2 separate regions of the Arachis hypogaea genome follow, and region 1 is linked to region 2. The links are chromatin contacts, called in public Hi-C maps. All regions are on one chromosome and are shown on one strand. Each heading gives the region's core, a stretch centred on a gene start, on an enhancer-like site or on the middle of the called end of the contact. The rest is flanking DNA. Distances are from core to core; before and after follow the strand shown. Region 1 holds the start of LOC112698359 (xyloglucan endotransglucosylase/hydrolase protein 24). Region 2 has its middle 22 kb from the start of LOC112698307.

What was found. A called contact is a pair of places that touch in the nucleus more often than the background predicts.
Region 1: a contact with region 2 is called in a Hi-C map of leaf, with 2.1 times the contacts expected there. The contact joins the promoter of LOC112698359 here to the enhancer-like site in region 2. A contact is called at or near these places in 3 of 8 Hi-C or Micro-C datasets (all in leaf).

Annotation. Positions count from the first base shown.
Region 1 is chr1:96,364,803-96,367,863 of arahy.Tifrunner.gnm2.J5K5, forward strand. LOC112698359 (xyloglucan endotransglucosylase/hydrolase protein 24) reads left to right here and starts at 1,361. Exons shown (of 3, transcript XM_025751633.3): 1 at 1,361-1,747; 2 at 1,844-2,037; 3 at 2,127-2,648. The coding sequence starts at 1,472. The coding sequence ends at 2,547. It overlaps LOC112698343 (xyloglucan endotransglucosylase/hydrolase protein 22-like), which reads right to left and starts at 197. Exons shown (of 3, transcript XM_025751632.3): 1 at 1-197. The coding sequence starts at 155.
Region 2 is chr1:96,306,535-96,309,306 of arahy.Tifrunner.gnm2.J5K5, forward strand. No RefSeq gene overlaps it. Among protein-coding and RNA genes, the nearest start is that of LOC112698307, 22 kb to the right of the region's middle. Within about 2 kb of position 1,422, at least 1 of the 3 cell types and tissues checked has open chromatin away from gene starts, as enhancers often do.

The DNA of each region.
Region 1 (3,061 bases), core at 111-2,610, 58 kb after region 2:
AGAATCTTACCTCTACCGTCGCCCCAAGTGATATCAACTTGTTGGTTGAAATTGCTACCAGCCATAGAAGAAGAAGGCAAAGTGATTATTAGGAACAATGTTATGACAATCACAATCAATGCATCATTATTATTGTTCACACAAGCAGCAGCCATTAGACAAAACAGGTTTTTGTTTATGTGAGACACAACAGAATAATTCGTATTTATTTGTCATGAGAAGTAAATTGGTGTGCTACAAATTTATAGTGACAACATTGGTATGTGTTAGAATTTAGAATTTGAAAAAATAAGAATAATAAAAATTAGTTGGTGGTAAGATGAAGTGGGAAGATGACAGTTGGATAGCAAATTTAGTTTGTGTCATTTTTTATTTTGTTTCAGTGGGCTATTAAATTATTAACAGAGCGGTGGTGGTCTCTGTGTGGACTCTGCCTGAATTAATAGAAAACCAAAGATTTTTTTGGCTTATTCAATCAATTCTTTTGATTCAAAATGGACTATGTTAAAGGTTTCGGTGACCTCTGCTCTGGTATGTTCCAGAGAACCTATTTCATTATTATCTTTGTTGAGTCAGCTTTAGAGACGCACTATTGTGTGTTTCTATTTGGTAATTCTTTTATCGGTGAAAAATTTAGGTGAAGTCGACTTCATGTCTGAGAGTTGTTAGATGAAAATTTAATTAAATCAGTAAAATCATCCAACGACTTTCAGATATCAACTTCACGTAAAATCGACTGCACTTGAATTTCCACCTTTATATTTTAAGCTGCATGGTTTCAATGATATAAATTTAGATTTTTTTAGTAATTTTATCTAAATATAATTTTAAATAATATAATCTAAATAATATTTAATTTATTACAATCTATTTTAATATAAAAATATTCAAATATAAATCAAGTTAACACTAGTTCACTCTTTATCAAAATCAATTTAGACAAATTCACGTTTTAAAACTTCAATTCAAATACAGTTACAGATTTTGTTAGAAGGAAAGTAATTATTATTTGAAGGAAGATGAAGAACTTCGATATATCTGTTTGACCAAATGTTGGGGCTCCAAGTGTTTGGGTGATTGTGCTTTTATTCATGAATTGAGTTGGGCTTCAAGAGTAGTTTTTTTAATTAACTGGTTGTTATTGCATTTCACCACTACGCTCAAAATGAATTCTAGCAAATACAACCTGCACTGAATATTAATTATTATATCATATCAATTGTAAGAATTTACTGTAAGTTTGAAACAAAAAAAGCAGAATGGATAATTGACAAAATGCCAAATATAATTGACATACTTATACACTTGGTAGTAAGGCATGGCTGTTTCACCGTCTAAACCACTTCCTGTTATAATTGACATCTGTTTCCACTATCACCTCACACTCACACACATTCTCTTTATTCATTGAATCTCTCGTCATCACATCATTCATCCTCTTCTTTTTCTCTCCTAAATTCACAAGAACAACATGCTTCTGCCTTATCCCACTAGTGTTGTTATGGTGGCACTATTCACTATGACGATGATGATGATGTTGTGCGGTGGCGATTTGCATAAGAACATTGACATAACATGGGGTAACGGGCGTGCCCAGATGCTCAACAATGGCCAGCTTCTTACTGTGTCCCTTGACGCTGCCTCTGGCTCTGGATTCCAATCCAAGGATCACTATCTTTTTGGCCACTTTCAAATTCAACTCAAACTTGTTCCTGGAAATTCTGCAGGCACTGTCACTTCTTTCTATGTATATTCACTCCTCCTTCCAATCTCTTTCAATTCTCTTCATATTATTATGTTAATTAATTTTTTAATTAACTAAATAGAATGTTTACTAATGTAGTTACAATCAGAAGGATCAACTTGGGATGAAATAGACTTTGAATTCCTTGGAAATCTGAGTGGCAACCCGTATATTCTTCACTCTAATGTAATCACGCAAGGTAAAGGTGGCAGGGAGCAACAATTCTATCTATGGTTTGATCCCACTTCTGATTTTCACACTTACTCAATTCTGTGGAATCCACTATGCATCATGTATGTATCAATTAGTTAATTAGTTAATTAATTAATCTAAAGTCATGCATGTTTATTTGTTTCATTTAATTAATAATTTGTGTACTCAGCTTATATGTGGATGGAATTCCTATTAGAGAATTCAAGAACTATGAATCAAGGAATATATCATTTCCAATGAAGAAACCAATGAGAATGTATGGAAGCTTATGGGATGCTGAAGATTGGGCTACAAGGAGTGGTCTAATCAAGACAAATTGGAGTGCAGCTCCATTCATTGCATATTTTAAAAATTTTTTTGTCAATGCTTGTGTTGAGTCTACTCCTCCTTCTATTACGTCTTCTTGCACACACCCAAACAAAAAGAGTAATAATCATAATTCCGTTGGTGAAAAATGGATCACACAAGGGTTGAAGCCCTCTGAAGTAGACAAACTCAACTGGGTGCACAAGAATTTCATAGTCTATAACTATTGTTCCGACTTAAAACGCTTCCCTCAAGGATTGCCGCTAGAATGTAAAATAAACTAATAATGTCATAATTAAGATAAGATCTTCATGGTGTAATGCAACCGAAGAAGTATATATGTATACAAGGAAGGAAATAATAAGTTCTTATGTTCCTTAATATATACATTTCATTTTGCAAAATATTCAAAATAGTTAATGATTTAATTAATTGATTCTGAGATTGATTTTTGTTAGGAGTACTTTAAATATATAAAAATGTTGCCAGCAGGTTTTAAATTAAAAGGAATAATTTAAGGTCATCAATCAAAATATATGCATGATTATGTTTTTTTGTGCAATATCTTTTGTTTTTTGTACAACTTTTAGTGACTTCTATATTAGTAACTTAAGTGACTCAGATATTAGTATTTGTAATAGATATTATAACCAATATTAATGTTAGTAGTACTTTAGAAATCATATATTAATTTTTTTCCTAACATTACTCTCCCTTGTTTTTTTACTCAATGAGTTGTTACATTCCCATATTTATGAGCACTAAACACTCATTTGTAGGTTAATCTCTAATCTTAAC
Region 2 (2,772 bases), core at 172-2,671:
TAAGAGGCTACATCAATAGATTAGGCATGTTTGACTCATTCAAAGTTCACTGTTTTAAATTCAATTAGTACAAACATATATAAATTTAGAAACTGAAGAAACAGGATGGGAGTTTAAATTTTATGTCCAAATAGCGTAGACCATATAAAATGGGAAGAAATAGCTGAGGATAATGTTCTCATTACTGCAACACCATACTGGGGGTGTGGCATTTTCACTCCAAAGTGGTTTAAAAGATTTAGAATCTAGAGGGTATTCATCGGTCAAAATACAGCGAAACAATTTAACACGTATTGAATACTAAAAAGCTAAATCACAATTCACAACCCTTTGCTTTTTCATCACAAAATAAACAAAGGTGTGGCGTAAGTTGGAGTAAACACTAAAAAGTAAAAAGAGAGCTACATCCAATAAGTAGAAGTAATAAAGCGAGCCATGGCAAATTAAAGTGGTTTCTTCGTGTGGAGATAACTTTGCATTATAAATATATGTCATCTTTTAAGTTCCATGAATTTTGTGTTTTCCTTTTCTTTATTAATGATTTCGTTTCCTTTGAAGATATGGTTAATGGTTTATATATTTTCGGTCAGATCTACTATGCTTTTTGGTGGGATGCAAAACGAGAAATGTTAGGAGCATCATAATTTATTATTTTTAGTTATTAATTAATTATTAATTTAATTTTTTTAGTTTAATTTATTTTATTTTATATTTTTAAATATTAATAATTAATTAATGACCAAAAAATAAAAAATTGTTATGGCCCAATATCATTTTTCGATGCAATACATCATCCTATTCCTTCCACCATCACTAGTTTCATCCATGCATCTTGATCTTCTTGCCATCTCTGTCCAATCAAAATTAAAGCTTAACGTTTAAAAGAGATGAACCTTTTAAGAGAGTTGGTGGTTGACAATGCAAATTCTTTCCATTTCATCTTCAAATATCAAATTAGAGCAATATTAGGGAGTCAACAATTTTTGTGATTGTTAGTCATCAACTAGTCATCAATGATGATTTGATGGTGTGAGATTGGTGTGATATGGCTCACTTTTTTCTGCTGGTTACATACTGGCCAAAATTCAATAAAACTGATGGCCCCTAGATTTTTCCATCAAATTATTCTATATCAGAATTGAAAGGCGGTGGCCTATAATGAAAAATAATTTTTAATTTCTCTGTTATTTAAAAATAAATTGTTTGCGCTGTGAAATAAAAAATAAATATTATGTTTTATTTAAATAAATATTTAAAAAAATGAAATTGAAAAAGAATATTAATGCAGAGCTTTTTCTTTTGGTAAAAATGCAGAGCTATTTTTAATTGTATTTTGAACAAATGAAAAAATGTTGGGCCTGCTTTTGTTTGGGTCTTGTTGGGCCTAAGTACAAGTACTTTTGGTCATCTCTCTAACTCTTTGGTCTTTTTGTTCCCCAAACATGTTCTATGGGTTCTTTACACGATTACACTTGTGACTCTATGTGTCATGTGATGCTATGACCCAAAAAACCTCATGTATTTGTCTATTTGACCCAAAAGGCCAAAACCCCCTAAATGTAATCCTTCCTTGACCAACTAACAGCTTCCAGAACTGCAATATGGGGTAGAGGAAACAATCCCAACTGCATGAGTTGTGACAATGATATTGAGACTCCTTTTCATGTTATTCGAGATTGTCCCATGTCATCGCCAGTGTAGAATTGCCTGGTGAAATCGCAGAATATTGGTATGTTTTATAATCTTGATTTGAAAGAGTGGATTATTGCTAACATGACTATGGATATGGGGTTTGATGATGATATAGAATAGAAAGACGTTTTTGTCACGGCTGTTTGGCTTATTTGAAAATTTAAGAATGAATATATACATTCCAATATAAACACCCCCTTAAGAATCAAAGAGATGAAAATAAGGAGCTTAGCAGAGAAATCAGAGATGCCAGAAGAAGATTAGAGAACAATCAGTATGAAAAATTTCTGGCAGTTTCTTGGAAACCACTTCAAGAGGGTTGGATCAAGCTAAATACAGATGGGGCCTCGAGAGGTAATCCTGGGTAAGCCAGCTGTGCTGGAATTTTCAGAAATGCAGATAGTGATTGGGTTTATGGGTATGCTAGACGTCTGACTTATGCAAAGGCAATAGAAGCGGAGGTTGCAGCAATACGAGAGGGACTGGAGATAGCATGGAAGAAAGGATTTAGAAGGATTGAGTTAGAAACAGACTCCCAAGCAGCTGTGAATTTGATGGAGAACCCTCCAAAACGCCACCCAACACTAACTCGCCCGATTAGAAGAATCAAAGAGCTTCTCAATAGAAATTGGCAAGTGCCCATACAACACATATATAGAGAGGCTAATCAATTAGCTGATGGCATTGCAAATTTGCTACTAAATCAAAACAAAGAGCATGCTACTTGGGATCATCTTCCCAAAGAGACCACTCTTATTTTATTTGCTGATAGAAGTGGGGTTTTTTTTTCGTTAATTTATTTTGTTTTTTATTTTGTTCCTGACCTTAGGGCCTTCAATGTACAAAAAAAATATGTGTAAATTTGTGATATAATCCCCAAAATTGAAAAACTGTCCAATTTATTTGAACAAAAAAAACCAACTAATAACTCCATTGCATAAACTCAACCTGTTCCAAGATTAAAATGTAAGATTGACAAGTTGCCGAGGCGAGAAGAGCCAAAATTCCAAAAGTCTCGTCAAAATTGTAACTAAGCTATGTGAAGGTTATGGTAGGCTTAGAGAAGGGGGGTTGAATCTA